Linked DNA regions of Sus scrofa: regions 1, 2, 3 and 4 are each linked to region 5. The links are chromatin contacts, called in public HiChIP or PLAC-seq maps. All regions are on one chromosome and are shown on one strand. The core of a region is the stretch at or near the end of the contact, and the rest is flanking DNA. Distances in the headings are between cores, read along the strand shown.

What was found. HiChIP or PLAC-seq counts read pairs in DNA pulled down with a chosen protein or histone mark.
Region 1: a contact with region 5 is called in an H3K27ac HiChIP or PLAC-seq map of alveolar macrophages. The contact joins two enhancer-like sites. A contact is called at or near these places in 2 of 2 datasets of contacts at active chromatin or transcription factors (alveolar macrophages and skeletal muscle).
Region 2: a contact with region 5 is called in an H3K27ac HiChIP or PLAC-seq map of alveolar macrophages. The contact joins two enhancer-like sites. A contact is called at or near these places in 2 of 2 datasets of contacts at active chromatin or transcription factors (alveolar macrophages and skeletal muscle).
Region 3: an H3K27ac HiChIP or PLAC-seq map of alveolar macrophages shows a contact between it and region 5. The contact joins the promoter of CREG1 here to the enhancer-like site in region 5. A contact is called at or near these places in 3 of 5 promoter capture datasets (fetal liver, fetal skeletal muscle and liver), 8 of 47 Hi-C or Micro-C datasets (alveolar macrophages, embryonic fibroblasts, fetal liver and 4 more) and 2 of 2 datasets of contacts at active chromatin or transcription factors (alveolar macrophages and skeletal muscle).
Region 4: an H3K27ac HiChIP or PLAC-seq map of alveolar macrophages shows a contact between it and region 5. The contact joins two enhancer-like sites. A contact is called at or near these places in 1 of 47 Hi-C or Micro-C datasets (embryonic fibroblasts) and 1 of 2 datasets of contacts at active chromatin or transcription factors (alveolar macrophages).

What each region holds. Positions count from the first base shown.
Region 1 is chr4:83,428,457-83,432,760 of Sscrofa11.1, forward strand. The region is part of intron 2 of LOC110260300 (a long non-coding RNA gene); the gene reads right to left. Among named protein-coding and RNA genes, the nearest start is that of RCSD1, 27 kb to the left of the region's middle. Within about 2 kb of position 1,720, at least 21 of the 83 cell types and tissues checked have an H3K27ac peak or open chromatin away from gene starts, as enhancers often do. A contact at or near this core is called in alveolar macrophages, where this site is marked.
Region 2 is chr4:83,411,954-83,415,973 of Sscrofa11.1, forward strand. It overlaps LOC110260300 (a long non-coding RNA gene), which reads right to left. Exons shown (of 3, transcript XR_002343362.1): 3 at 543-1,021. Among named protein-coding and RNA genes, the nearest start is that of RCSD1, 9.9 kb to the left of the region's middle. Within about 2 kb of position 1,563, at least 24 of the 83 cell types and tissues checked have an H3K27ac peak or open chromatin away from gene starts, as enhancers often do. A contact at or near this core is called in alveolar macrophages, where this site is marked.
Region 3 is chr4:83,456,117-83,460,393 of Sscrofa11.1, forward strand. It overlaps CREG1 (protein CREG1), which reads left to right and starts at 2,242. Exons shown (of 4, transcript XM_001928982.4): 1 at 2,242-2,678. The coding sequence starts at 2,325. LOC110260300 (a long non-coding RNA gene) reads right to left here and starts at 929. Exons shown (of 3, transcript XR_002343362.1): 1 at 781-929.
Region 4 is chr4:83,345,613-83,349,592 of Sscrofa11.1, forward strand. RCSD1 (RCSD domain containing 1) reads right to left here. Exons shown (of 8, transcript NM_001244462.1): 3 at 2,471-2,572; 4 at 985-1,074. Among named protein-coding and RNA genes, the nearest start is that of TRNAP-CGG, 32 kb to the left of the region's middle. Within about 2 kb of position 2,454, at least 13 of the 83 cell types and tissues checked have an H3K27ac peak or open chromatin away from gene starts, as enhancers often do. A contact at or near this core is called in alveolar macrophages, where this site is marked.
Region 5 is chr4:83,767,927-83,771,974 of Sscrofa11.1, forward strand. It overlaps a transcript of POU2F1 not described here. Among named protein-coding and RNA genes, the nearest start is that of POU2F1, 93 kb to the left of the region's middle. Within about 2 kb of position 1,440, at least 5 of the 83 cell types and tissues checked have an H3K27ac peak or open chromatin away from gene starts, as enhancers often do. A contact at or near this core is called in alveolar macrophages, where this site is marked.

The DNA.
Region 1 (4,304 bases), core at 470-2,969, 340 kb before region 5:
AGTGATGCCAATCTGAGCAGTTTCTCCCCACCCTGCCTGCAACAAACCACAAAAGGCAGGCTTGGCATCCTTTGCATCCCTAGTTGAGCTTGTATGACAGTCTACAGTGTGTGTCAGTTATAGCGAACCTGTTCTTATCTATCAGCCTCTAAGCCTCTCAAGGAAGGAAGGAAGGAAATCTTTTCTCAGCATCTATTATGTTGCAGGCACAAAGACAACTTGTCCACATTTATTTCTCACTGCCAACAGATATTATGCCTTCCTTATTGATAGATGAGGAGTGGGAGGTTGAAATCTGCCTTGCTCAGTACTACACAGTCATCAAGGGGAAGAGGCAAGATTTGAACCCAAGACCTCTGACACTAAGTCTGGCTCTCATTCTACTGTAGCATGATTAATTTTATTACAGTTGAGTGTGAAAGGGTACAAACCACACGGTCAGTCATTGGATCCTCCACTCAGTATAAGCATGATTTTCTGTACATAGTAAGGACTCAAAAGAGTTGGAATGAATGGCATTTTCACCATTTTACCTCTGGCATTACACAACCCAGTTCCTGACGGGTGAAACAGGTCATTATAGTACTTATTGGATATATTTAAGTTGTTGGAGTGATACTTTTTTTTGGATTGATATTTTTATTTATTATTTATTTTTGTCTTTTTGTCTTTTCTAGGGCCGTACCTGTGGCATATGGAGGTTCCCAGGCTAGGGGTCGAATCAGAGCTGTAGCCACTGGCCTACGCCAGGGCCACAGCAACACAGGTCTGAGCCGTGTCTGTGACCTACATCACAGCTCACAGCAACACCAGATCCTTAACCCACTGAGTGAGGCCAGGGATCGAACCTGCAACCTCATGGTTCCTAGTTCAATTTGTTAACCACTGAGCCATGAGGGGAACTCCAAGGATTGATATATTTAAAAGAATCATAGTTGAGTTGAAGGTAAAAACACCCTGCAAATCGTAGCTGAGTTGAAGGTAAAAATACATTGTAAAGCCCCCATGGGACTAGGGTTTTTATGCAGGTAAAACAAGTAAATGAAGTCAAGGAAAAAGTTGTCCTGGACACACCTGTTCTCTGGCTTCTTGGCAGAATCTGAGTAGGAGTTACTCAAGGGACTACTGTGGCTGTTATCTGAGTCACACTCACAGGCATGAATCTGTGGCAAAAGCAGATGGCACTTCTAGCAGGCATCACCCAGAGGAGAGAACTTCTCAGGATGTATGTCCATGGCAACCATCCATCCTGGGTTTCCTGGCATGGTCCAATTTCAGGTCTTTTGTCTGAAAGTCCTTAGAATGGCACGTGTCCCGCTTGGGTAATGAATTCTACTTTTGAATATGGAAAATATGGTTACAGCAGGCACGTGGAAAGTGCCTTTTATTGCTTCCTGCTGGCAGATCAAAAGCAGAGGGGTTGGACCACACCAAGACAGCCTGTTTTACCCAGGCAAAGGGAGAGACCCAGGGGTTCATGAGTGTTTTGTTCTTCTGTGCAGGTCAGGAAGCCAGGGGGAGGCTACTGATAGGGAAAGCCAGCCAGGGCTGAGCAGGGCTGTGTCTTGAGAACTGGGTCCTAGAAAAGGCAAAGACAGTGGTGGCAGGAAACAAAAGAAGCAGAGGCAGAAATTGCTTTTTTGTTGCACAAAGGAAGGAGGTGACCCAAGGCTCCTTGTGACACAGGAAGAAACATATTTGGGGAAGTGAGAGCCTCTCCCCACACATCCCTTCAGATTAGAGGCGAATTATGGGTGGCCTTAGGGCAAGCAAGAGGCTCTTGTGGTTCTGGCTCTTTCTATACCCCAGGTGGGTGGGATCACTTGTTGGTAAAGGTGCCTCTCAGCAGCATGTTAAAACCAAGCTCAGGAGTTCCTATTGTGGCTCAGCAGAAATGAATCTGACTAGCATCCATGAGGATGCAGGTTTGAATCCTGGGTTAAGGATCCAGCATTGCCGTGGTGTAGGTCACAGATGTGGCTTTGGATCTGGCATTGCTGTGGCTGTGGTGTAGGCCAGTGGCTACAGTTTCGATTTGACCCCTAGCCTGGGAACATCTATTTGCTGCAAGAAAAGAAAAACAAACAAACAACAAACAAAAAACAAGCTCAAAGCCTATTTATTTTCTGGGATCAGTCCATTAAGGGCCACCTCCTCATTCCCCTGTCCTCCCACCCAGTCAGGCAGGTCCCTATGACTTAAGCCTTGAGCTAGGACTTAAGTCTCATCCTGCTTTTCTAATCAGCCTCAAAGCCTGGGGCACATCATTCGCCCCCTCTGGCCTCTGTTTTTTTCCAAAGAGGAGTAGAGAAGACTGACAGAACTGTCTCTAATGCTTACTAGAGACAGTTTGGTTACTTTGCCTTGAGGTGACTCAACTAGCTGACTCCACATTTAAAAAGCTTGAGGAGTTCTGTTGTGACACAGTGGAAGAAAATCTGGCCAGTATCCATGAGGATACAGGTTCGATCCCTGGTGTTGCTCAGTGGGTTGGAGATCTGGTGTTGCTGTGAGCTATGGTGTAGGTACACCCCTAGCCTGGGAACTTTCATATGCTGAGGGTGTGGCCCTAAAATAAATAAATAAATAGCTTGAAAGTATTCATTTTCCTTAGTGCAATAAAATCTCTGTGATTCTACACATTTCATTCACTCATTCATTCACTTAAACATGTATTAAGCACATTTTATGTCAGCTGTGATTAAGTAACAAATAGCAATAACTTCTGCCTAAGTCTCTGCTATGTGCTACACACTGTTAGATGCTTTAGACTGATCATTCCATTTAATCCTCTTACAGCTCTATGAGATAATGCTTTCATTTTTATTTTTTAATTTTTTTTAAATTTTTTTTAAAATTTTTTTTGTCTTTTGTTGTTGTTGTTGCTATTTCTTGGGCCGCTCCCACGGCATATGGAGGTTTCCAGGCTAGGGGTTGAATCGGAGCTGTAGCCACCGGCCTACGCCAGAGCCACAGCAACGCGGGATCCGAGCCGCATCTGCAACCTACACCACAGCTCACGGCAACGCCGGATTGTTAACCCACTGAGCAAGGGCAGGGACCGAACCCGCAACCTCATGGTTCCTAGTCGGATTCGTTAACCACTGCGCCACGACGGGAACTCCTGCTTTCATTTTTAGACTAAGAAGAGTTTAGGTAACTTGCTCCAGTTCGTATCTTTGATTCTAGGTCAGACTCCAAAGCTGGTGTGTGGTTTTTGTTTAGTTTAGTTTATTTGTTTGTTTTGGCCATGTCCATATGGCATGCAAAAGTTTCCGGGTCAGGGATGGAGCCTGCACCACAGCTTCAACCTGAGCCGCTGCAGTGACAACTCTGGATCCTTAACCCGTTGTACCACCAGGGAACTCCCAAAGCTGGTGTTTCGATTTGGTACTTCTGATATCAAGGAGGTTCCAACCAGCAGCCCTGTAGCCAGAGGGCCAGCTTGTAGGCTCTGAAACCCTTGATATTGCTCACTTGGGACATTAGAACATGTTCCATCCACTCCAGAAAACACAGTAAGTCTGGAACACATAGCAAGCACTTTCTCTTCCTGTTTCCCGTCATGAGCTCCACAGACCTTGTTTTCTACAGGAATTTCTGCACCATGAATATTATAAACTGTAGAGATAGTGCGCCCTCGTGTGTCAGGAGCACAACACACATTTGAACTCAGGATAAAGATACATTTTAAACAATCTTAAACTACAAAACGCTTCACTTTTTGTGTTTTTCTTTTTGCTTCCTATGACTTTGAAACATACTGGGTTGGGGAAGGGATGGTGAAAAATTGCTTAACTTGAGGAACTCCACCCAGAGGCAAATTACTAAGTACTAGGACTAGTAAGACAAAATGAAGGGGCCGGATCTTGGAATACTCCCTTGCTGGGGGCATCTGATGTCCTACAATAGCTTGAAAAATCTAAAACTTCTATTGTTTCAATCTGAATGTAAACTTTACTTCCTTACATGTTTCCATTCTTCCTTTATGCTTACCCCCTCCTATTTCTTTTTTCTTTTCCTCGTTTCTCCCTCATTTGCTTTTCTTCCCCTTCCCGTCTCAATTTCCCTACCTGTTCTTAGAAATAGTTAAATTTGCTTATGGACCATAACATCTTTCTTCCTCTCTTTTGTGGAATTTGAAACATTTCTCTCTTTTTTGAGTGTATGTTGGGGATGGGGCAGGAAATGAAAAGAGGGAAACACTGACATAGCTGAGGATTTAGGAGATCTGGATTTGTCTCCATTCATCTCTTCCTACTTTTTCCACAAAGGTTAGCCATTGCTTATTAAAACACATACAG
Region 2 (4,020 bases), core at 313-2,812, 360 kb before region 5:
TTTTTCTTTAGGGACGCACCTGTGACGTATGGAAGTTCCTAGGTTAGGGGTCGAATCGGAGCTACAGCTGCCAGCCTACGCAACAGCCACTTCATATTACTTTCATCTTGGTGTCCCCAATACCATTTAGCCCGTGAGGCCCACACAGACTCCTTATCTTGTAAGCATGTCATTTATCTGCGAAGGCATGAAATAATAGACCCTCAGACATTTGAATCATAATACAAATTAAATGTCCTGAAGGAGTATACGACTAGATGCTGCTAGGAGTTCCCGTCGTGGCACAGCGGAAATGAATCCGGCAAGGAACCATGAGGTTGTGGGGTTGATCCCTAGCCTTCCTCAATGGGTTAAGGATCTGGTGTTGCTGTGAGCTGTGGTGTAGGTTGCAGACACAGCTTGGATCCTGCATTGCTGTGGCGTAGCCCAGCAGCTCTGATTTGTCAACCCCTAGCCTAGGAACCTCCATATGCCTTGGGTGTGGCCCTAAAAAGCAAAAAAAAAAAAAAAAAAAAAAAGCAAAAAGCAAAAAAAAGACTTGATGCTGCTAGATCCTGAGGAAGGCAGGATGGACAAGGATGGAGGGTTTATGGAAGGCCTGGAGGCAGCAGGAAGAGGAAGCTGACCTGGGTTGTGTTTGGTAGACATGGGGACAGTGGGGTTCTGGGTGCCTGGAAAGGTCATGTGAGCAGGGGGCTCCAGGAGCTTAAGGAGAGGGTTCAGCTGATCAAGAGGGTTTGTCAGAGGCCAGCTTTACGTCCTTTTCAGGTTTGCAGTGTCTGCTCCAACACAGCACACATAAGTCCTTTAAGTGGGCATTAAGTTTGGAATCCATCCTTGCCTCCTTATAGGGAGCTGGCTGCTGCTGGAGTCTTGTTCTGGAAATGTTTTATGCTTGGTATTTGCCTCTGTAAAAATAGGTGACATTTGCATTTTGAAGATTACTGACCTTGAGCAGAGTTGCTTCTGATTTGTATTTTCTGTTTCTGTTTCCTTTATTGCTCATGGTGGGGATTTTAGGCTGCAATAAAGAGAAAGAGAAGGGATGAGAGTGAGTATGGACAGAGACATGAAAACCACCTACCTGTAAAGACTCTGTAGGCAAAGGGGCCAAGCTGAGGACTGGGGACTTCAGGACCCTACCACGTATGTGCTTTCTAAAGGGCAAAGTTACTGAACCATCCTCATTTTCTAGTTTGATGATAATTCTCATTAGTCACCCAGGGATGTGGCAAGGAACTCTTAATCAAAGCAACCATAAATCTAAAACCATAATGAAATGGGTTAAGCACTCAAGCTGGCCTCACACAGCCCAGTTGGCAATGAAGCAAAGGACAAAGACAGTGGCTGCTGGAAGTCATAGAGGGAGATGAATGCATCTCTGCTGTGGAAGGGGAATCTGGTGTGGGTGGCAGTGGTCTGGGAGTGGGGTGGGGGTGGGGTGGCGAAGGAATTTGCATCTCATGGCTTAATCAGATCAGAAAGCTAACATCCTGTTTTTCTGTAGGTTGGGCACATGAGTAGCTGAAAGCCTCCTCTGACCACGACCAGGCTCAGGAAGTGAGTGTCAACAGCTTTGCAGATGGGAACTCAACTCCTAGTGACCATGCCTGCAGAGGCGACCTGCCCCCACTCCGGCCAGGCCCCCTGTACTCCCTCCACCCCAATTCTAGAACTCCAGACTTCACCCCCTCCTCCCCAGAGACTTATCAACAGGAAGTTAAGTCAGCTGGAACACTCCGTTCCCTTGACATTTTTGTTTTAATTTTGCAGCTGTGTTTAAGGCTTCATGAATTATCTCTCTGGCTCTGTGTCTTGGGTCTGTCTGTCTGTCTGCCTGGTGCTTTTTCTCTCACATCCACGCACCAAGTCATGATTATCACAAGGCTGATGGACCAAAATGAGTACTAGGGTTGGTAAGAAGGACGTGGGGGTGGGTAAAAAAGCATTTTAGGGACTGTAATACTAGCTGACAATGAGCTACGGAAGGTGACCATTTGCACAGGGACCATTACTGAGGAGAAGCTGTAAATGCTGAGGAGGAATTCCTAACTGTGTGCATCCTTCCTTCCTCATCCTTCCTCATCCCTTCATAGAGCTTATCTCTCTCTCACATCAGAGTGATGTGTGGGCATGTCTTCCCAATACAGTATAGTGCCCACTCAGCAGATGCCTTATTCACACTCATTCTCTCCTAAGAAGCAGTTGGTAAATAAATGAATGAAGCTTCTCTCCTTCCTTTTATCCCAAGTTAGCTTATCATTTAAAAAAACCAAGACACAGCTTTCAAGTGCAACCTGTTCCACTCAAGGCGATATCTCTAAATCTCTTGTGGCTACAATTACACAGTACCTTACATGCTAAAAGTCTATTTTTTATTCATAGTACATTTTTCTGAGATTCATCAGGGCATTATTTTGTTCTATCCTGATTGCTTTTATCTTTCTTTCTTTTTTTCCTATTGCCTCTCATTCAAGTCTTGAGGGAAAGGACCTCTAAACCTAAGAGACCCTGAATCTTCAAAGAAGGAAAGTGGTGATTATTTTCTCTCCAAAGTCTCTCCAAGAGTGTCCTCCATTCACTGTAGTAGTTTTCCATCGAACTCACATGTGTAAACTGCCAGTGTTGGTTTTAAAGGTCCATGTGAAGCAAATGATTTATAGTCACGCAGGTTGGATATGCTTTGTCAATTCCTACCCTTGAAACCTAAGTCCGAGAAAACGTAGCTCATAAGACAGTAACAGTCTCCACAAACTACATCTAGAAAATCCATATACAAATCTTCTGATACTAGTTGGTAATCCTGAGCTATCATTTCAAACACCTGCCCAAATTTGATATTTCAAAATCAGTCCAGGAATCACACACATATATATAGTTTGTTTTTTTGGTTATTTTTAGGGCTGTGCTTGTGGGATATGGAGGTTCCCAGGCTAGGGGTCCAATCGGAACTGTAGCTGCCAGCCTGTGCCACAGCAACAGCAACACAGGGTCGAGCTGCAGCTCATAGCAATGCTGGATCCTTAGCCCACTAATCAAGGCTAGGGACCGTACCCACATCCTCATGGCTACTAGTTGGGTGCTTAACCTGTTGAGCCATAATGGGAATTCCAGGAATCCTATATTTTAAAAAGCAACCTATATGAAGCCCACAATGAACATTATACTCAACAAGAAAAACATAAAACTTTCTAAGATCAGGAGAAATGCAAGTTTGCCCACTCTTGCTACTTGTATTTAACACAGTACTGGAAATTCTGGCCAGAGCAATTAGGTAAGGAAAAGAAATAAAAGGCATCCAAATTGGAAACAAAGAAGTAAAATTATCTTTGTTTGCGGATGACATGATCTTACATAGAGTTTTCTAAAGACCCCACACATTTCTTTATTGAAACTAATAAATGAATTCAGCAAAGTTGCGGGATACATAATCAACATACAAAAATAAGTTTCGGAGTTCCCATTGTGGCATCTCCGATGTGACCCCTAGCCTGGGAACCCCCATATGCTGAGGGAATAGCCCTAAAAAGACAAAAAACAAAAACAAAAACAAAACAAAAAACCGAAAACATATGTCTTTACTGGCATAAAGACAGACACGTGCACCAATGGAACAGAACAGAGAGCCCAGAAATAAACCTTTGTGTTTATAGTCAAATGATCTTCAATAGGATGCTTCAAAAGAACAGTCTCTTAACAAAATGGTGTTTTTGGATATTCAGAAGCAAATCACTGATGTTAGACCCTTAACTGATACCACATACATTAATTAACTCAAAATAAGTCTTAAAAACTATAAAATTCCTAGAAGAAAACATAGGGAAAATTTTCGTGACATTGGGTTTAGCAATGATTTCTTGGATATGATATGAAAAGCATAGGCAGCAAAAGCAAACAGAGAGGACTACATCAAACTTTAAAACTTCTGCACATTTAATGAAAACAATCAACAGAGTGAAGGACAATCTATGGAATGGAGAAAAATAGCAAAATCTAACAAGGAGTTAACATACAGAATAT
Region 3 (4,277 bases), core at 992-3,491, 310 kb before region 5:
CTGAGTAGAGATCTGTATGTGAGTGAGGTAGCCATGCATATATGTGAGTGAGGAGCATTTGGGGCAGAAAAAACAGCCAGTGCAGAGACAGACACTAAGGGGAGGTACTTCAAACTGGAGGGTTTGTAGACCTCATTCTCATGCTCTGATCGTGAGATCAAGTTTTAGGCACTTGTTTTGTACTGGGGCTATAACAGGGCTTATACATCAGCAATAGGGTATAGCAATAAACAAAAAAGATTTTTGTTAGTCCTCTTGGAAAAAAAATCATTCTGAAACTTACAAAAGGCTCCTATTTTGCATATTAACAGAAAAATAGAATATAGAGCCAGAAGAGGTATCAGAATTGAAAACAGGGGCCCAAAAAAGGTAAGATGAACCACCATCACACGACTTAATAATGGCAGAGCTGAGATTAGAACACTAAATTTGAAACTCCTTTCCTTAAAAGATTAAGGATGAAATATTTGTAACTGGCACGCACACAAGCTATTTGTATTAAACATTCATTTTGAAAATGAGAAACCTGATTTTTCTCCTAAGTCTTTCCCACTTAGTTTTCCATCTAGCTGACGCTCTCCCAAATTCAGTTGTTGAAAAGGAAATCAAAATTTAGTATCTATGAGACATGGAGGCTCAGTAAACTTTTTGTAATAATTATTTCATGATGTATGGCAGTTAAATCATTATGCTGTACACCTTAAACTTATGCAGTGCTTTATGTCAATTACATCTCAGTTAAACTGGAAAGAAAAAAAAAGGAAGCCAACTTTGACTTACCTGAATATGCAAGTGGTGTGTGTAACATCCTTTGGCCACCAGAAGGCACTGCAGGTTCCTCCTCAGAGTAAATGGTGTCCTTTCTGTACCCAAGTTCTTTTCTTTCTTTTTTTTTTTTTGTCTTTTGTCTTTTTTGTTGTTGTTGCTATTTCTTGGGCCGCTCCCGCGGCATATGGAGGTTCCCAGGCTAGGGGTCAAATCGGAGCTGTAGCCTCCGGCCTACACCAGAGCCACAGCAACGCGGGATCCGAGCCGCGTCTGCAACCTACACCACAGCTCATGGCAACGCCGGATCGTTAACCCACTGAGCAAGGGCAGGGACCGAACCCGCAACCTCATGGTTCCTAGTCGGATTCGTTAACCACTGCGCCACGACGGGAACTCCATGTACCCAAGTTCTGGCTGAGTAGCCTGAGAACCTTCCAGGCTCAATGTGGGGAAGCCGAGTTGGAGACCGGAAATGGAGGCGGGGCTTCAGTTCACACACCTGTGGCCCACACCTGCCTGCTCAGGTGACTGGTCCGGGGCCCCAAGTTACTTCACCTTTGTTGAACACCTCAGCCTCTGAAGGCTGCTTATACCAGAGCCAGGTTTAGAAACTGACAACCTCCTGCCCCAGCACCACCACACTGGCCTTTATAACAATGATTAAAGTAGGGGCGTGAGGCCAGGTCAAAATAATGAGGATTCGCTATGAGGAGGTGTGATTAAAGCTTATAATTATAAGGCGGGCACATCAGGTGGTATGAGCCTACTTGCCAATTGCCAGAGTATCAGAAAGAGGAGGCACCCCTGGAAAAACGGAAGAGACTTTCTTAGGAGGAGCAAAGGGAAACGCCACGTACATGAGGTGAGGGATGAGCAAAAGCAAGACATCTGTGAAACCACAGTCCCCGAGCCTTATAACCACGGTCCACAACTGGTTTCAATGAGTTCAAATACGTGCATGGAATCCTGACAATCCCCTGGTATCTCTGAGGGACTCCCGGGCCAGGAGTAATAAGTTATTGAGGTGTTAAACTTTGGGGCTTCTGTTTTCCCCCTGGGACCCTTGCTGCTCTTTGGTCTTTACTCTTTATAGTGGAGTAACCAGACAGTGAAGTAAACAGACAAGAGGAGCATGTGAAGAAAACACAGCATTTCCTCTCAGATGCCAGGTAGCCAAATCCAAAGGTATTAAAGGAAGGGGGTGTGTGTGAAGAGACTGGTCCTTTCCTAGGAATATGACTTAGGCAAGCTGCTTAATTTCTCTAAGCCTCTGCTTTTCCTCGGTCCAAAACGACCACCCCCTTTAGGAAGATTTCGCAATCCTGTCAGAGCGGCGGGGCGGAGCTGCAGGAAGGTGGGTAAACAGCTTCCTCGCAGCACGTTGCGGGGGCGGGCCGAGGGACACGCCCTCTCCGCCCATCACCCCCGTACTCCCATTGGTCCTCTTCGGAAGGGGCAGGATCGGTTTGCCCCGCGATGGGCGGGGCCCGGGCGCGCACGCCTAGTCTTGGGACCCGGTAGGCCCCGGACGCGGAACTTTTGCTGGAGTCGCGGACATGGATGGTCGTGCCCGCGGGTCTGCGCGCGCCGTGCTCGCCTTCCTGCTGGCTCCCGCGCTGGTGGCCTTGTTGGTGACACCAGCGCGTGGCCGAAGCGGCCAGGGCCACGGGCACTGGGACGCCACCGGGCTGCTGCCGCCGCTCCCGCCCCGCGAGAATGCGGCGCTTGTGGCCCGCTTCGTGACGAACCTCTGCGACTGGGGCGCGCTGGCCACCATCTCCACGCAGGAGGGGGTGCGGGGCAGGCCCTTTGCCGACGTCTTATCTCTCAGCGACGGCCCCCCAGGCAAGGGCACCGGCGTCCTGTACTTCTATCTTAGCCCGTTGCAGCAATCAGTAGGCAACTTGCAGGTGAGCGGGAGGGGCCGTGTGGCACCGCGGGCCGAAGCGCGAGCCTTTTGACTGTCGCTTAAATTCTGTTGAGGAAGGAGAGCCGGCCTCGTAGAGATAAGAATTTGAACGTAGGCCAAACCTACCTCTTCTTTCCCGAGCTGGCTAGGCGAGCATTGCAGCTTTTCTATTGCTGGGCAGCTAAATATCAGGAATTTCACACACGCCCTCGCCACTGCGCAATGCACTTCTAGTGAATTCTCTACCAGCACCTGGAGGACTTCTCACCTGGGGTCGTTTTGGGTTACGGTGTCTCACTGAACTCTTATTAAAAGTTTTACAGGGTGTGGAGACTTTTGGGTAGTTTAGCACTTAGTATAACTGGCTTTGGGATTTCTCTTTCTTATCCCTCCTTTGAATTAAGAATTTTCCCTTCAGCAGCAAGAAGTAAATACAACATTGTGTATGATTATTGCAGTCTTTTTTTTTTTTTTTGGTCTTTTTAGGGGTGCACCCGCGGCATATGGAGGTTCCCAGGCTAGGGGTCTGCAGCTGCCAGTCTACACCACAGCAACACCAGATCCAAGCTGCATCTGTGACCTACACCACAGCTCACTGCAACCCGGATCCTTAACCCATTGAGTGGGGCCAGGGATTGAACCCACGTCTTCATGGATACTGGTTGGGTTGGTTACTGCTGAGCCACAATGAGAACTCCAGAGGTTAACACTGTTGATAATGATAAGATGAAAGAAACCTTATATTTAATATAAGGTTTGATATAACCTTGTTCCAGGCTGACCTTTTCATTCATCTTCCATTCATCGTCTCCTTTAATAACGCTTTGAAGTGGGTATTACCATCCCCATGCTGCAGATGAAGAACTTGAATTTTAGGTTATGTAACTTGCCCAAAGCCAGTGGCCACACTCCAGTTTCACCCCAGCTCTGTCGGCCTTCAAAACACAAGTCTCAGACTGGTGGCCCATGAGATGAATATGTCCCACAGGCTGGTTTTCTTTGGCCCATGCAGAGCTCTGTTTTGTTTTTAATAACTCTGAATTAGTTACCACCATTCAAAAATGGAGAGTGCAATTAAAAGTCTGTCTAATTTCTTGAAAAAATGGTAAGATCTGTGACACTGGGGGCCTGCAATCTCTGAGCAAAACCAGAAGCAGCCAAGGCACATAACATCCTTGTTCACCATTTTCTTATTCCTGGCTTGCTCCACTCCCTTAGGCATTTGCTCAGAGCAAGTTCATTCCACTCCCATCAATGATGTTCAACCTTAGCTGCAAATAGTCACCTGGGAAGTCTTAACAAAAAATGCAATGACAAGGCATTTTACTAAAAACACATATATTAAAAAAACACCCCCCAAATCCCTCCCTGATGCTTCTAATGTTGAGGGGGAGGGGAATGAGAACCACTGTTCTACATTATTACATTTAAACTTTTGCTGATATTCTCATTTTAAGAATGAGGAAACTCAAACTCAGAGGGGCAGAGACTCAACTTCTACCTAGTCTGACTAGTTACTGTCAGGTAGAACTTGAGCCCAGGCCTTTGACATCTCTAGAAAAGACAGTGGTGAGGAACTTACCCAGGATTTCAGGTCCAT
Region 4 (3,980 bases), core at 1,204-3,703, 420 kb before region 5:
TTGTCAGGATACTGGTCCCCAAAAAGAACAAGGGGAGAGAGGTGGTCACGACAGGGTGTGGGAACTGGACTGTTTTTGGTTTGCTTGCTCTGTTTTGGGGCTGGCCTCCAGGCTGAATGAGAGAACATGCAAATCCATTTCTGGCGGAGACCATGACCACAGTGAAGGTTCATGGGCTGCTGGGAGGGCATGGACAAGCTACTCTTACAGCTACAATTAGATAAATAAGGGTGGGTGAATATGCAGGGCCGGGAATCCATTGCTGGCTATGATCTATGATATCAGAGCCTTTATTATGTTGGTAACATTGGCTATTTATATCTGAGGGCAATGAGGCCTCCTGTGTGCTCTGGTTTTTTTCCAATGATGCAGAACAATAGCCAGCCTTTACAAGACACCGCAGAACCTCTCAAATGCTCACATTGCACTGTAACCCCTCTTTCCAGATGCCCTGTACACATGGATGATCATATAAGTCAGACCTGGGAGTCAAACATGACTTTCACGGCTCCTGAATCTGGCATGGGAATACTATATGGCCCATTTTCTTTGCTGAAACATGCAGGCTTAAAAAATAGTGTTCCTGGAAGTTCCCATTGTGGCACAGTGGGTTATGAATCCAACTGCAGGGAGTTCCCATTGTGGCTCAGTGGAAACAAATCCGGCCAGTATCCATGAGGATTCAGGTTTGACCTCAGGCCTTGCTCAGTGGGTTAAGGATACGGCGTTGCCGTGAGCTACGGTGTAGGTTGCAGATGCAGCTCGGATCCCGAGGTGCTATACTGTGGGGTAGGCTGGCAGCTGCAGCTCCGACTGGATCCCTAGCCTGAGAACTTCCATATGCAGAGGGTGGGGCCCTGAAAAGGAAAATAAACAAACAAATAAATAAATAAATAAAAAGAGTGTGAATTGTGTGCCTCTTCTCATACGGAGAAAGAAAATCAGTAACCAGGTCCTCTGAGCCCCGGGGGGAGCAGCACTTACCTCCTCACCATTCTGGCCCAGCTCTACCTTGGGGGGGAACAGAGAGAGGGAGCAGGGTGGTTTCCTTCTTGTTGGTCTACTGGCTGGTGTCTAGAAGGAGGGTGACAGACAGACACACAGAGAGAAAAAGAGAGAGAGCTAATCAGGCAACAAGGAGGAAGAGGAAGGAGGTGGAAACTGGTTTGAGGAATGTTTCCAGATGTCTGGAGGAGAAAAGAATGGAGGGAGGAATTGCATGTCTTTGTGACTGCAGATTAATTTTATAAATTCTTGTGAACTGTCTGCCCATTTTGACTTTCCATTTTGACTTTCCATTTTGACTGGAGCATCCTCTTTTTTTGAGATTCATCAGCCTGAAGTAACATCTCAAAATGACACTCACATCCAGCTTCCAAGCATTGCCATCACCTTAGATCAATAACATCTCCTTCATCCTTTATGATATTCCTGTGATGTCTAGAAATTATAGACCTATTCTTCAGATGGGAAAATAAAAACGCAAAACGACACACCTAAAAAAGCATGATAATTACATTCTCTTTTGCCCCAAGGGGTCATGAGAGACCTCCCCCCACATTGAGGTGCCCTTCCTTCGTTTCACTTCTAAAGAGCTCCTCGGATTGTAGGACTCAAGGAAATCTAGCCCAAATCTCTCTAATGCTTCAAAGCCCCTTTTGAAACTGTCCTCTTCAGCAGGATTGTAGAATCCACTGGACCCTGATCCCTTTCCTTCTCGATGCCTGGCTTTCAGTCTGAATGTGCTTCCGTTTAAGTCTCCTGTTTAATTCTTTCCAATTCTCCATCTGGAATCTACCCTTGCTCTGGATTCCTGAGCTCCAGCCAGGAGCCTGTTGTGGGGACTCCTTTATTTTGAACTAGTCCAGGGAGTTCCCATTGTGGCTCAGCAGTAACAAACCTGACTGGTATCCATGAGGACGTGGGTTTGATCCCTGGCCTCGCTCAGTGTTAAGAGTCTGGAGTTGCCATAAGCTGTGATGTAAGTTGCAGATGTGGCTTATATCCCAGGTTGCTGTGGCAGCTGGCAGCTACATCTCCAATTTGACCCCTAGCCTGGGAACCTCCATATGTTGCAGGTGTGGCCATAAAAAGACCAAAAAAAAAAAAAAAAAAAGAGCCAGTCTAGGCCTGGCACAGCTGTGCAAGATCTAAGTCTCAGTGGATGGACAATCAAGGTGGGCAAGCCCTGGGTTCCAGACTCCCCTCTCTGGCAGCTGGCTCTTTCAGTTTTCAGCCCCATTTCTGCTCCCTTCTGGCTGGAGTGTAAGCCTGGCTCTGGTGGGGAAAGATCCTGCCCAGGCCCAGCAGCATGGCGACATTCCTCGCATTCAGAGAGACCCCTCTCTGGCTTCTCTTCCTAATTTGGTAATTACCAAGCCTCCTCCCTCCCTCTCCTCTGGGCCTGACCCAGACTTCCCCTTCCTCCAGCCCCCTCCCAGGAGAGGGGCTCTGAAGCCGCCTGACTCACCTCCTTTGCAGCGGCTGCCTGTTCCCTAAACCGCCCAGCCAGCTGGGCCACCGAGGGGAGCGCCGAGTCGTCCACATTGGCGTTGGTCTCTGCTGGCCTTTCCTGGCAAAGCGAGGGGAAACAGAAGTTAACCAGCAAATAGGCACTTGGCACTGCTGAGCGAGGGCACTGGGTAGCACGCAAGGTGCTTGTTATGTGGCCACAAGCAGGGGATGCCGCAACAGGGAGGTCTTTAAGAGCATCTTGCAATTGGCTCCTGCATTCAAAGATTTAAAAAGCCCATCAGTCAACTGCATTTAGGGAATATTTACATGGTTCTTGGCCCTGGGTGTGGCTCTGCAGATCTGGAAAGGAACCAGAGGTGGTACGTCCTGGGGGCTAGGGGGATGCCCAGGGATCTGGGAGGCAGGACAAGGTTGGGTTCCTCATTCCAGCCTGGAAAGGGTTCTACAGTGATAGCATCTTTCCTTGGGTAGATGGGGCTTCAAAAACTGGAGGTTTGACCGAATGCACTGGAAAGAGAGGCCTGTAATTTTAAGTAATGGCATGAACAAATGCCCTTTATTGAATTTTCGCAAGTATTTCTGTGTTTTGTCTCCCCTACTTAATTGAGTGCCTTAGGCATAGAAAATGCTCAGAAAATATTTGTTGAATGAATAATAAATAACATGAGAGGCAGGTAGCATGGTGGATGAGAACCAGATTGTTTGGACTCGACCCTGGAGCAGCTGCATCTCTTCCTAGCTCAGTGACTTTGGGCAATTGGCTTTACCATTCTGTACCTTGACAGGTGGGTTAAATGATTTACTACATTATCTAAAGTGAGGGGACAAGGCCTAAGACATAAAAAGAGCTTTAGAAGGGTTGTTATTAAAACAGGCAATGGGGTCCTTCCAAGAACCTTCACGATGACTTTGGGTAGGTAATTGCATATTGCATTACATTCTCCCCAGTGCCCTCACTGAGGAAGACTCGCCCCTTTTACTGTTCTTTTCCTTTTTGGCAGTACCCATGGCATGTGGAAATTCCCAGGCTAGGGATTGAACCTGCGCCACAGCAGTGACAGCGGATCCTTAACCTGCTAAGCCACAAGAGAACTCCTGTCCCGGGAGTTCCCGTTGTGGCGCAGTGGTTAACGAATCCGACTAGAAACGATAAGGTTTCAGGTTCGATCCCTGGCCTTGCTCATTGGGTTAAGGAGCCGGCATTGCCGTGAGCTGTGGTGTAGGTTGCAGATGAGGCTCGGATCCTGAGTAGCTGTGGCTCTGGCATAGGCCAGCAGCTATAGCTCCAATTAGACCCCTAGCCTGAGAATCTCCATATGCTGCAGGAGTGGCCCTAGAAAAGGCAAAAAGGCAGAAAGATAAAAAAAAAAAAAAGACAAACAAACAAAAAAAAAAGAACTCCTGTTCTGTTCCTTTTTGCCTCGAGTTTTCTCCAAGCTGGTTACCAACTGGCTATCACACCCCTGCTCCACCACCAATGCAGTCAGCGGTTTCCTGTGGACTTC
Region 5 (4,048 bases), core at 190-2,689:
TTCCTTACAGTCAAGCAAATGAAATCCAAACTCCTACACTATCAACACAGCACTCAGAGCTCTCCACAAGAGAGTTGCAACCTGCCTTCCACCACTCTCCAATATACAGCCTTAGTGATAGCTGGCCTGGAAGACTTACTATTTCCCAAATACACTTAGTGCTTATTAAACGCATGACCTGTGAAAGTCACTTAATCTGAGCTTTATTTTACTCAGCTATAAAATGGGTATAATAATACTTGTCTGAAAGGAGCAAATGAAAATGCTGCTATAAATTTTAAGGTACTATAAAAATACAGACAGTATCATTATGTCATAGTTATAATAATTTTATTTACACTTGCCTTGCTTCAGAAAGGATATATGGTAGCCCACATAAAACACAAAATAACAGAAGCTTAAAAATGAAAGCAATAAATGAAATACAAAACCAAAAGTAAGGACCTAAAACGATACTGGGAATGAGGCTAAAAAAAAAAATGGATACCACAAGTGCCTCTTCAGGTTAATAACTTGGTCTAAACACTGTAGTCTGATTTGAAAAGGAAACAGGGAGTTCCTGTTGTGGCTCAGCGGTAATGAATCCAACTAGTATCCATGAGGACATGGGTTCAAACCCTGGCCTTGCTCAGTGGGTTAAGGATCCGACGTTGCCATGAGCTGTGGTGCTGTGCTGTAGGTCGCAGACAAGGCTTGGATCCTGTGATGCTGTGACTGTGGCTCCGACTGGACCCCTAGCCTGGGAACTTCCACATGCTGCACATGTAGCCCTAAAAAAGCCAAAAAAAAAAAAAGAAGAATAAAGAAAAGGAAATAAAGTCAATTAATTCAATGTCCAAAAGACTAGAAACAAAATCATTAGTCAGAAAAGAGTTGTTACTGTAAAAACCTGGGAAGGATTTCTCCCAAAGGTCCTTATTCTATGTGATATAACTGGACAACATTCTCGACATCCTTATTACGGATTATCTATTTCGTTATATCAATTGTTAGGTTGAAAGACTTTAGAGGCCCAGTAATTGTCTTATTATGTTTGTATCCTACAGCACTTAAAGCAATTAATCAACAAACCATATACCTCAATTTTTATACACTGGTTTCCAGGGATCCAACCTCTCCCTATTTCAAACCATCTTGCACATCACCATGCTAATTCCAGAACAAAACTTTTATCATGGGATTCCTTACTTTAAAACCTCCAAAGGCTTCTGTGCCCATAGAACAGATACCTTATTCTTTACCTATACAGCACAACCCTGAATACAACCTGCCCTGCAATGCTCTTCCCATCCCTTACCCTTTTAAATTCAGCTTAAAAATCTCACCTTCTACTAAAAGTCTTCTCTGACTAGTAGCAAAATGAGGAAGAGATGGGTGCATGGGGAAGAGGAGACTAGAAAGTCTGAAGGCTTCTGTTCTTATCCATTACTCAATCGTTAAGAGACTGTGGGCAAGTCACTAAACCACTGTGAGACTATTGCCTCATCTGTAAAGGCGTTAAGAGAGACTGTATCTAAATTATCTTCCAGCTATAAAGGTTCAGGATGCTTTGGTTCCTATATACTTGGACACACCCTGATTTGTACTCTGATCATTATTAACTATATACATTTTAATATGCAATTACTATCATCCCTTGGTATCTATAGGAAATTGGTTCCAGGATCTCTGCAAATACCAAAACCCAAGGATGCTCAAGTTCCTCATACAAAAAAAGGACATAATATTTGCATAAAACCTATGTGTACCCTCCTATATACTTTAAATCATCTCTAGATTACTTACAATACTTAGTACAATGTAAATGTTACATAAATAGTTCATGGGGTGCAGCAAATTCAAATTTTGCTTTTTGGAACTTTCTGGAATATTTCTTTCCAATATTTTAGATCTGCAGTTGGCTGAAATCACGGATGTCAAACTCACCAAAATGGAAGGCTGACTGTATATATGTGGCTTTAAAATTTTCCCTGTGTAAATTTCCCAGCCATCTTACACAGCAGTCTTATATTCTCTTGTTAGCCCCAAAGACAACTGACATCAGACCACGTACGAAGCAGCAGATAATTTTTGTAAGCTATGTTTACATAATTATTTTTAAAAGATTGATTATAATATACCGGTCTGCTGCAGTATGAATCAGCAAAAAAAAAAAAGCATTCCCCCCGGCAAGCACACTATTAAAATAAGTACACTAAAACAAGAAAATAGCTAAGTCACTTTTCCCTAAAAAATTATATTCACTCTGCGAGTTACAAAGCTATTCTGTCCAACTCTATTACCTGAGGAAGTGACTACATGTTAAAAACAACTGAGCTATTTAACATATACAACATAATGCTCACTTCCCAGGCATTCCTTCCACTGCAAAGAAAAAACTCACCAGTCCAAAAAAAAAAAAAAACACCTATCATAATTTTTTATTATTTTACTGATTTAATGGTTTAACTTTACATACTACGCTATGATTTCAACATAAAAACCAATAAAGTTACAAAGGAATTATGAAATAAATCATGTGACAAATTAAACTGTACTTGCAATGACTTTCAATCTTACAGGCTGAGTAAAGCTACTACCAAACACTCACACTGAGTTAAGTTTTGTGTTTTTCACACTGTCTTTTTAAAAATTAATATTCTGTATCTTTTTCTGGATAAGAATCTAGTTTCCTGGATAATACTTTTAAAAAGAATCTGATAAATGTAGAGGTTTGTTGAGTCTTCTTTTGTTCATTGCCAGACCTGTCTGCAAAAATCTAGGAAACACTGAAAACTTGAGTATCTGCTTAACTGGGAAAAAAATAAATAAAATCAAAGGAGTTTCTATCAGTTGCTGAGTACAAATAAGATATCCTACCAATGCTCAATAAATCAACATCCTATAGTAAAAACAGAACTCTAAAAAACACATGCATTTTATGTAAAGATAAACCACATGCATTTTATGTAAAGAGCTTCTTCAAATCAGAGGTTCCAAAACTGAAGACAATTCTCATATTCCCAATTCTAAATATACTGTACATGGATTAGTAAATCAGGCACTGGCTCCACTCATGTTATTTTTGTTTCCATTGCTTTTACTGCGGAAAGAGTTTATAGGGGCTCAGTGCCAGTTTAGAACATAGTTAGATGTATTTCACTGCAGAATAAAACCAATTTATTCCTAGGAAGAAATATAAATCTACTAAGTTATTCAATTACCTTTGTTTACAAAAATGTCGATAATGTGCAAAAAATGTTCAGCAAAAGAAAATGGATAAGGAATCCGTGAACCACAATTATTATCTCTTTCAACCTTGATTCCATTCAAAAAGATATTTTTACATAACACAATCAAGATAAGTAAGCAGAATTTTGGCCCAAAGAGTTTCCTATAAAAAGGAAAAGGAGGAAAAAATTCATTCAGAAGGGATACAAAAACTCACATAAGGCAGATGTCTAACAATTAAACTCATACTCAATAAGATTTTCTTTAAGAAATAAATAATAAACATGTTTGCTCAGGCATTTGACATTAAAGGAAACAAGAAACATGGGTGACCAAAAAGGGACATATTTTATCTATGACTTGTTCTGTTCTGTAAACAATAATTATTTAAATAGTTCTAAATACAATCACTGCCATTAGGAAAACACATCCCTGCTTAAAATTAGTCTTCATAGTAAGCCTTTACTAATCACAAAAACTGTGTACCTGAACCAATACTTATACAAAAGCAAATGAATGATAAGTCACATGCCAGTATTATAAAAGAAAATTAATTTTAACAGGTGTTTGAAAAAAGGCTAAAGCTGTGGGCTTTCAACTCTAACAAAAATAACCGATAACATAAAATCACTACTACATAATATTATAGTCCTCCCAGTACAAAGGAAACAGATATTCATGAAAATGAGAGATCAATTTTAAAAACACAGCTTAACACACAAACCCACATACCTAAATTCAAAATCAAGCAATAGAGATTCAAGAACTTAAAAGTTTCATTGTTAATGGAATACTTATGAACAATAACATTCAAATTTCTAGTTCTATCATTTTAGAA